2 separate regions of the Mus musculus genome follow, and region 2 is linked to region 1. Evidence: chromatin contacts called from public capture Hi-C data. All regions are on one chromosome and are shown on one strand. Each heading gives the region's core, a stretch centred on a gene start, on an enhancer-like site or on the middle of the called end of the contact. The rest is flanking DNA. Distances are from core to core; before and after follow the strand shown.

Evidence for each region. Capture Hi-C pulls out chosen DNA fragments and counts their contacts.
Region 2: a contact with region 1 is called in a capture Hi-C map of bone marrow-derived macrophages, with 3 times the contacts expected there. The contact joins two enhancer-like sites. A contact is called at or near these places in 1 of 15 datasets of contacts at CTCF or cohesin (the NIH/3T3 cell line), 1 of 484 Hi-C or Micro-C datasets (macrophages), 2 of 115 datasets of contacts at active chromatin or transcription factors (embryonic stem cells and microglia) and 1 of 9 other capture datasets (bone marrow-derived macrophages).

Annotation. Positions count from the first base shown.
Region 1 is chr4:55,621,532-55,626,727 of GRCm38.p6, reverse strand. All of the region lies in intron 4 of Gm12506 (a long non-coding RNA gene), which reads right to left. Among named protein-coding and RNA genes, the nearest start is that of Gm12511, 52 kb to the right of the region's middle. Within about 2 kb of position 3,202, at least 77 of the 459 cell types and tissues checked have an H3K27ac peak or open chromatin away from gene starts, as enhancers often do. A contact at or near this core is called in bone marrow-derived macrophages and macrophages, where this site is marked.
Region 2 is chr4:55,729,083-55,734,278 of GRCm38.p6, reverse strand. No RefSeq gene overlaps it. Among named protein-coding and RNA genes, the nearest start is that of Gm12511, 160 kb to the right of the region's middle. Within about 2 kb of position 2,053, at least 131 of the 459 cell types and tissues checked have an H3K27ac peak or open chromatin away from gene starts, as enhancers often do. A contact at or near this core is called in bone marrow-derived macrophages and macrophages, where this site is marked.

The sequences.
Region 1 (5,196 bases), core at 1,953-4,452:
GATAGTCTGGGTTAGGTTCATTGAAGTGAGGAAAGCTATCCTAAATGTGAGCGGCATATTACAGTGGGCTGGGGTCCCAGACTTCATGAAAAGAGTGAAGAAAATGATCGTCAGGATTTGTCTCGCTGTCCTTCCTGCCTGCTGACACCGTGAGGCCAGCTGTCTTATCTAGTTGCCACTACTCTTTCCACACCATGACAGAAAGTACTCCTAAACTGTTCTCCAAAATAAACCACAAGAAAAGTAATGAACCCAAGCTCCTTGCATCATAAAAGTAGGAGAGACATGAAAAGTAAGCTTCTGTAGGTCAGCCAGTCCAGGGAGCACGTGCATTTCATGAGTCTGCCATGTTCCAGAGCAGCTCCTGTGGAGCTGAACCCCCCTTTGCCTTGGGGAGTCTCTATCTCATTCAGATCTCAGAATGAGGAGATGACGAGAAACTGCTGTGTGACCCTGGGAATCTTGTTGAGCCCCCCACCCCATGTAGTCTACATGGCCCAACATTCCACACAGAACTCATGTGGCTCTCCTACACATGGTCTTATTTTACCTCCCCATAAGGGAGACTCTGGTAGGCCCACTGACAAATGAATAAACTGAGGCCTGAGGAGATAATAAAGTACTCAAGGGAACACAGCAGCTAGACTAGAGCAGACCCAAGGCTCCGATCTGTGCCCTGGCTGCCTCTGTCTCCGCTGTCCTTTCTCTCATACATTATCAGCAGCTACCCAACATCCAAGTCCCCAGCCTGCAATTTCCAATTCTCCTCCATCCCATTTCCAAGGCCCTAGGCCAAAACTCAAGGGCAAACACAGGGAGGATGCAGTACCTGGCAGCCATGCATAAAAAAACCAGGGCTCGGGGTACCTGAATGACCTCTTCATAGTGATAGGACAAGACAGTCTTCACCTGTGGCAGAAATGATCTCTCTCTCTCTCTCTCTCTCTCTCTCTCTCTCTCTCTCTCTCTCTCTCTCTCTCAGAAACCCTCAAATACCAGAAGAGAGCACATGAAGCCAGTCATGGTAGCACATCTCTGTAGTCACAGCACTCAGGAGGCTGAGGCAGGAGGATGACAAATCTGAGGCCTGGGTTACATAGCCAGGCTAGCCAGTGAGTGCCAGGATAGACTCTTTCTCAAATCAGCCAAGTAAGAAACAAGAGGGCGTATAGGCAGTTCTTACAAAAATAACCCATGTCTGTAAGTTCCTAAACTCACTAACCTTCAGTGACAGGGCCTTAGTCTAGGAGACACTCTCCACACAGACAATGTAGACCAAAGAAGTTCCTCTCAAAGTTCAGAATTCTGACAAATGAGAAAGAAAGAAAGAAAGAAAGAAAGAAAGAAAGAAAGAAAGAAAGAAAGGAAGGAAGGAAGGAAGGAAGGAAGGAAGGAAGGAAGGAAGGAAGGAAGGAAGGAAGGAAGGAAGGAAGGAAGGAAGGAAGGAAGGAAGAGAAGGAAAGAAACAGCGTAGGCCTATCGACCAAAAGGGAAAAAAAAAAACCAATGTTAAATGGCAGGTAAGAAAGAAGTAATTTATCGGGAGAATGATAGGAAGTCCATGGGTAAAAAACAGAATTTCATTTTCTCACCATACGAAGTAGGTGTGTAGTCTTCCCTTCCCCCAGTTCCTCCGTAAATAAGGGGCTAGTGCTATCTGTGAAATAATTTATGATCCGGTGTGCTCCATTGTAAATGGCTGCTGTGTTTGCCAGCTACACCCCTGAGCACACTGACCTTCGCAGGTGAGCTCTGTGTTTATAGCACAGAAAATTGTTTTACTGCTGAAGCCCAGGCAACTCATATACCGGACACCTGTCAGGAGGGAGAGGGGGATCAATCACTCTGTGCTTTCAGGAAGAGGGATCCGCAGAGGAACAAGGTACCCCTCGTGTGGCCTAGCCAGGTCAAACAAACTACTAAGTACACGGTCAAGTTTGGGCCGCAAGAGACATCCAAGTCCAGGGTGAGCCAACTCAACACTCCAGGCCGGGGACTGAAGGCCAGAAGGCAGTCTGGAGACTCGAGAAGTCTATCAGTTCTGCCAGAAACCAACAAGCTGGAGTCCGAGGCAAGCATGCAAATAATGCCAAGGACTAAGGTGGAATAACCTAGATATGCTGGGAAATATGGCAGGCCAGGAACAAAAGAAAGATGGCGGCAGGAGCCAAAGGTCCAAAGCTGCACATCCACCCTGAGGCAAAATGAGAGGTGTCTGCAGTGTACTCAAGAAACAAAGTATGTACTCAAAAATTGAGTGGAGTGGCAAGGGCAGGGCTGAGGTAAAAAAAAAAAAAAGCATTCGTTGCCTTTGACTGTACAGCTCAGTCTAAGGAGGAAACTGTCATTGTCATCACCATCATCATCATTATCATCATCCCCACCAATACCTCAGTATGTAGATTTCAGAGAGGTTTGGAGATGGAACAAACACCCCTAGTAGGATAATTACGGGGCTGGGGCTGTACCTCAGTGATAGAGATCACATCCATCAGGCTCTAAGTGTAAGCCCTAATACTTCCCTTTAAAAAAAAAAAAACAAGAGGCAGTGTTGAGAGGGAGATGGCTTAACAGGTCAAGCCTGACAGCCTGAGTTTGATCCCCAGAACCCACAGTAAAAGGAAAGTTGGTCTCTGACCTTTACATGAGCACGGGGCATGTGTACATTCACACCCACACGCATGAGTACACACTCAACAACAATAGAAAGCTTTGAAAGATTTAAAGAGAGATTTACTAAGCATCCACGTGGCTTCACGGACTCCCTTTTGCTAGTGAGGCAATCAAGTCTTCACCAGACATTTAACAGGGCCCCTGACTTAAAAACAAAACAAAAACAAACAAACAAACAAACAAAAAAAGCCTCTTGAATTTTGAACCACAAGATGAGGCCTACACCGACCGAGAACAGACAGAGGTATACAAAAGAGCAGAGATAAGGGCTAGATCTATCGCTTAGTGGTAGAGCACATGCCTCTCTTCCATGAGGCCTAAGGTTCAATTCCTTTCACTATTTAAAAAGAGAGAGAGAGAACAATACTATACTTGGAGGAGTCCTTTCCTTCACACAATGATGAAATCAAGGACAGGACACAGTTTCCTCACACGGAGGCCCTGGAAGAAGGCTTCTCTCTCGGCCCTAGGCCTAGTCAAATGAGGAAGAGTCAAATGGGCTGGCCTGCAGTTGCCCAACACCCTGGGCCTCTGGGGAGAAGGAAAGAGGAAGTTAGCCATTGTGTCCAGACCAAGTGAGAAGCTTAGTGCGTTCCATGCCTGGTGTTTTCAATTCTGGGCCTTTGAAGGACATTTTAATTTTTTAATTGAAAAAAAAATTACAGTTGATGATCTGCCAGTTCCTCACACACACAATTATCACTGAAGGCCAGACCCTCACCACCTTGTAAATAAACAATAAACTGAGAAGACCTGAAATCAGTGAGGTAGAGGTTTTTTCACCTGGGTCCCTGCTCCCCTGACTATGCTCACATCAACACTGATGAAGCCTCAGACGAGATCTTCACACCATAACCCAGAGTCTAACCCTGGGGCTAGAACATCCTGACACTTGTGGATATCATATCGACTTGTAGATCTGACTACTAAATAATGATACAGAGCATGAGGTAGCGTTCAGAAGTTTCTAGACCCCTTGCCTAGCACTTGCAAGCCTTGGGTGCTATCCCACTCTGCAGACACATTCATCTCTATAACAATGGAAGAAAGACTAGCAACAGGACATGCGAGAGAGAGAGAGAGAGAGAGAGAGGAGAGTCCAAAGTGGATGTGCCTTGGAATCCTAGCCAGCAGAGAGCTGAGTATTCTACTGGCAACAACAAGGCAAGGTGACATTGGCAAAGACCCTGAAGGTCCCAGAGCCAAGCCACATGCCACTCACTTCCAAGTCTCGCTGTTCTCCCATCCCCCGGGAGGGAAGTGTGCTATAAAAGAACACAGAGCACGGAAAGAGCTCTCCCCTGGCTTGTTCAAGACAGAAAGAAACAAACTGAAGTCAGGTTGATCTCTGGAGACTCCAGGTCTGTGGGCTGAAAACCCCCTGGTCTAAATTTACCCTGATCATTCACTACTGGGGCTGTGACAAGGCAGTTACTTAGTGAACATTTGCCAAATAAAACTCACCTAATAAACAAGGTGCATGTGGCTTTGGATGCAACCCAGGGAGTTATTACAACCCCTAAAGAAGGGAAACACTAACATCCAACCACTCATTCTTTACTCCATACATATTTGATGAGCATCTGTCATGTTGCAAACTATGTGTGACACACTAGGGAGAAAAAGCATGGGACATGCTAGACACGGTCTCCAACCCCCCCACAGGCTTACAAACCAGTAGGAAAGAATGAAGGTAAATTAAGAGACACCTAAGATAAGTATAGATTATAGTAATGCTATGAAGAAATAGGCAGGGGGTGGAGTAGAAGTTATTGGTGAGGGCCATTCGGCTGGACAGCCAGGGGAGCTTCCGAAAGGGGGTCTTTCAGGAGCTGAAGGGTGGGAAGAGGAAGTGCCATCCAGGCCAAAAAAAGGAACATGTGGCTAGACTAGGAAGGATTCAGGACAGAAAAGAAAGATGCGAGAGGGAAGACACAGTAGATATGGAGGTTAACTGTCTAAAGGTGCACATCGCTTTATGTTCTGCCAGTACAGCATTCTCCCTCCTTCTTTAGCAGCAGAATAACCTTTTTTTTAGACATGAGGCTTGATTAGTATTGATTCCTCTTCCCAGGACAGAGATGGGACACTAATCTATGCTTAGTTAATCAATCCCCACCTGCTCCCACCCACCCCCACGATCCCAACCATTCATGATAGCAAGTCCTCTTGTGCCTGGGCTGTCCACACACTTGATCAGGTCAACAAACAAGATCTCGCCTGCAACTGTTAATGGAGGTGTAGACTACAAGGAGGAGCCGTGCACAAGAACAGAGCCAGCTGATGGCCAAGCAGAGTTGAGGTGACCTCCGGCTCCTGTGTAAACCCTTCTTCTAGCTGTCCCTGGAGTTTTCATCTTCGTGAATGATTAAATCTCTCCTTTTTCTCCCTTTTCTCCACCAAACTAAAGACACTGTTTCTATGACAAAGACTTCAGACGTGCTGGCAGCTGGGTGACAAGAAGAGGACCAAGAATAGAGAAAAACCAATCAGGGAGCTAAAACGGGGGTGGAAGGGTAGAGA
Region 2 (5,196 bases), core at 804-3,303, 110 kb before region 1:
CACCACTTCCACTACATTGTGTTGCATTAGAGAAGTCAGTAAGGCCAGTCCAGCATCAAGAAGAGAAAGAGAGTCTACTGCTTTGAGGAAGGGATATGTGTACATAGAGACTGAGAACTGATGGCGGTCATCTTGGAAACATGCTAACTGTGTCTGTTTGGGCAGTGACTACAGGGATCTCTTCGGTTTGTGACAGTCTAGCAAGCCACACACCTGTGATATGTCCCTCTTCCTGTGCATATAATTGCAACAAAAGGGTTTACATTTGAACTGGATTATTAAGAAGAATAACTCCACTTGCGTTGATCAGGCTGATCTCTTTGTGGCCCTCCTGTGTGTTAGTGGATAGCCCTGCCTCCCCAGAGTCTCCTGACCCCATCCCCAGCTTGAGTTAGAGATGTGAACTCTTTTGGGCTTCTTTTCCTGTGAAGGCTTCATTCCAACGAGGAAGCAAAGCAACACTTGCCTCACACTATTAGCGTGAGGAAGGACGAGACAACTTTAAGTAAACTTCCAGCCTATCTTGGATGCTCCGTGAATGAGCATTTCCGTTCAAACTCTGGCCACTTGCACAGACTCCTGACTCCTCTGCTGACAGGGATTAGGAGTTTAGACTTCTTAGAAGTCCTGACAGGATTCCAGTGAGCCCAAACCCTCCCTCCTCCCTGGGGTCCTTCCCTATAAACAGAGTCCTATAAGTCTGTGCTCTCTCTCACCTGCCACCCTACATGGAGGCCTGGGTCAGATGTGCTGAAAACACTCTGTGGCCTCTAGAACAGGGCCAAAGTCCCACAAGTGAAGTGACAAATGAATCAACTCAGCCAGGGCTTAGTCATTCTTAGGTACTTTCCACACAGACACATCGAGATGGTTACCAGAGAAAAGTCTGCCTGCCGACCTCACAGCTGCCCAGAGAAAATGTTGTTGTAACCTTTCCTTCACAGGGGAACAAGCAGCATCACTCTCCTTTCCTTCCCGTCCTTTCTGGAGCGAGATGCCCTGGCAAGGGAGCTGAAGTGCTTGTTTTTGTTTACCCTGGAGGAAGTTTCCAGATAGTTCTGAATCCAGGGCTTTGAATATGGGGCCGGCCCTTCAAGTCTTAGGCACTTAATGTCTAAGTGCATAAACAACTCCTCAGAGGCCACTGTCACTGGCCATCCAGATTCTCGGCCTTCCCAGCTAGCTCTCTGGTCAACAAGAGTATCCTTTAGGCTTTCAGATTCCAGAAAGACTGTGGAAGACTGTCCAAGCCCCTCACACTGATGTAGAGCGAGCTGGCTTCGCATACTTGTTATCCCAGAAATCAATAGGTCAAGCAGGAAGACTACCATAAGTAGTACCATACCAGCCTGGGCTACTTAGTGAGTGCTGGGTCTGCCTGGTCGACAATATGAGGTTGTTGTTTGCTTGTATGTATGTATATTTGTTTGTTTGTTTGTTTAATAAACAAAAATGTCTTCCCTTCCACCTGAGACATTAGATTGTAACTTCCTGGTCCCCTGTTCTTGCTTCTTAGTAATGGGGATTAAGAGTGCTCACCCAAAAATGGAGGGAAAGGCACATGAAGAAATGATCACAGCCTGGAACTCTCGCCCTCTGCTCCAATTCTTCAATCATTTCTGTGCAACCTTTCTCTATTTAAATTTCCTCTTTTACTTCCTATGTACTATCTCATTCTGTCTCCTCTCCTCTCCTCTCCTCTCCTCTCCTCTCCTCTCCTCTCCTCTCCTCTCCTCTCTTTTCTTCTCTGTTATCTGTATTTTTTTCTGCCTTGTTTTTAAGCCTCAGTCCAACCCCTACCCCATTCATAGCCATTTCTCTGTCTGGTATAGCTTTGGCGTGCAGCTATTGAAAGCTAGCCAGACTCTGGTTAAAAAACGTTGCAATTCTTGGCCGGTGTTTCTCTCCTTCCAAACGAGGGTGATGTTTCAGGCATAGGAAGTCCTGCCATCCATTTAGGCCCCAGGGAAGAAAAATAGCACAGCCTTTGTGTGTGGCCTTAGGTGGATGGTGAAGTGGGCCTCTGCATACTCACAGAAATAAGTCTGGTGTTTCAGAGAATTGTGAAATGTGTGCAGGCAATGTGTCATCCCAACAACAGTGAGTCAGTCTCCAGGCCCAGGCCCAAAGCTGGCTGCCTTTGCTTTCTAAATAGAAAGTGTATTCCTGGCCAGCCAGGCATTAGCAGAGGAGTGGTGGGTGAGTGAATGGACAGAGAAGCAGAGAAGACGTGCTAGTCCATACATCACAGGTTCCCAGGAAAATCAGGCTCCCCCTTTTCGGCCATCATTGGGAAGAGGGGCCCCTTAGTCTTGCAAACTTTATATGCCCCAGTACAGGGGAATGCCAGGACCAAGAAGTGGGAGTGGGTGGGTAGGGGAGCAGGGCGGGCGGGGGGGTTATAGGGGACTTTTGGGATAGCATTTGAAATGTAGATGAAGAAAATATCCAATAAAAAATTGAAAAAAAGGAAAATTTGTAAAAGAGCATTCTTTTTCCTTCTTTCCTAGTCACTTGAATCTGGTGTGTGTGTGTGTGTGTGTGTGTGTGTGTGTGTGTGTGTGTGTGAACTTTGCCCTTTGTCATTTATTTCAGCCTGAGCTTCCAGAGTGACCTTCCAAAATAAAGCCATAAAACTGCGACACAGTGGCCTAGATGACCTGAATGTGATAATCAGCCTCAATCAAATGGAGTTCAAAATCTCATCTTACCTTCCACTAACACTGTGAGAAGAGACAGAGACAGAGACAGAGACAGAGACAGAGACAGAGACAGAGACAGAGACAGAGACAGAGACAGAGACAGAGGCAGAGGCAGAGGCAGAGGCAGAGGCAGAGGCAGAGGCAGAGGCAGATAGAGACAGAGACAGAGACCAAACACAGAGAACATTCATGCATATGTATGGGTATTATTTGGGTATTACTGAGTAAATTTCCAAGCTCTCTGGAATCTTAGCATCACATTAGCTAAGAGGACCTGTCTGTCATGTATACCAGTGCTGTGTGCATGTGTGTGCATTCATGTATGTGTGCATGTCTGAGGGTACATCACTGGGTTTAAAAAACAATCTCTTTAGAGTCTCTGTCAATTCAAAACAAAACAAAAAACCCCTGCCTGCTCTTTCATGAAGTTTAAAGAAGGTAGCAACACTCACAGCAGGCGAGCATGGCATTCAGATGTCCTTATCTAACAAAAAGATGCTGTAGTTTGGAATGAATGTCCCCAGAGACCTATGTATCTGATACTTGGTCCGCATTCTGTGCTGCAACTGGGAGATCATAGGATGCTGAGGACATAGAAACTTGTGGAAGGAAAGGAGGTCATTGAAGGAGAGATTTGAGACCTGCCCATTTATGACCACAGTGATGTACTGCTATTCCAACACTATCAAATTCTGGACCAACAAGACCAGGGATTGAAACCAGGAACAAAAACAAACGTTTCCCTTTTATAAGTTGACTACTTTGGGTATTTATGTCACAGTGACAGAGAGCTGACTACCAAGAAGAGTCACAGCCTTAACTCCTCTTCATTCTCCAGCCTTCGGGTTGTTCTTTGGGTTGTCCTTCCAGAGAGTTTGAGCACTAGGCAACTTCAGCATCAGCAACAGCAGTAGCTACTACAGCAACTTTACCCCATTTGCTAGGGAAACGGAATATTAAAAGAAGACACACAGGACCCAGGGTCTTGTGTGCCAGCATCGTGGGCAGGCAGGGCTCCCTTTCATCCCTGGCAAACCAGATGCCAGAGTCATGTGGCTTCCACAACACCAGAGGAAGTGATGCAACCACCATCTAGCTTTGGGTCAGCCTGGAGAAAAGTGTTCTGTTACAGCGTGGGTGGTGCTGGCTTTCAGCTCAGCCTGCACCCTCTCCTAAGCCCACAGCAAAAGGGCAAGTAGATCCTGCCTCAGAGCAGACAATGCCCATTCGCCTTGCCCTCTGTAGCACTATCCCAGCCCTTACAGAGGGCTCAGCCAGGCCAGTCATTTCTGGCCATGGTTCACCCTTTCCCTTACCCTTGCTCCAACCCATAAGTTGTCCTCACAACAAACACCTGTTTCTTTTGGCAGGGACCCTGTAAGGTCCAGCCACACACTACTGACTTGATATGCACAAGAAGCAATATAATTGACTTCAATTATAATAACTACATCCATTAAAAAAACCTATGTAATGTTCATTCAGCAACCTAGGTAATGTGCAATTAATGACATTACCATATAAATTGTGCAGTGGGTCACTAATATGCAGATTATGTATAATGTTCAACATCTGTATTAATTATAGCACATGCCAGAAAAGTACGGCACTGAAAACTAGCAGTCCTGTCTTGGTTCTAAACCGTTTTGATTGTGCACGAACTCCTTTTTACGGGGGAGTTTTTTCTTTCATTGGAATATTTGCTTCCAGGTCTTTTATGCAAAGATGACCTTTACTGAGAAAAGAGAAGAAACTCTGAGAATCTCGTTAGAGCTGTGCTTGGGTAAACCTGAGAAGGCTCTGTTAGTTATTGCTCTGGGAACACGACCATCACCCTGAGGACGGAGTTCAGATTTCTGGGTTCTCGCCTAGACTCTGGTGATATTTTCCCTGCCAATCACAGCATGTCCACCAGGACATCCATTATCTTGGAAACAGTCATAATAAGCCTCGATGATGCTTACATTACCAAGACATTAAAGAGATGACCTCACTACAGACACCAGCATGCTTTGCAGATTCGAGACAGTCACAGAATTGAGCTGAGTTCTCAATGGGAAGGCTTCTATTCTTCCCTTTATGTGGCTCATTTGTTTGTGGGCATCAAAGGATTTCAACAACGGATGCCTTCTAAGTGGGTTTTCTTTTCTTTCTTCTTCTTTTGCCATAAATATACTGTTGGCACTATTTGGTGCCTGGAGTTGCCTCCTCCATTTTGCAGAATTTAGAAACTTGAGGGTAAGGCAAGTTAGCCAAGGTTATTCCAAAGAACAAACCTATGTCGGGAAGGAGATGATAGAAAATTGTCAGAGAGGTGTATATCCTAACTCTTACTGTTTCACCCCTGACTTCCATCTCTGTGCCCAGCCTTCACCTCCACAGGTGGGGACAAGCCAGTCTCTGAGCACACATCGCCATCATGTTCTTCTCCCATCACCTGCTGCCCATCAGGAGAGTCCTGATGGACCCACCCCGCACTGATCACCAGTCTAAT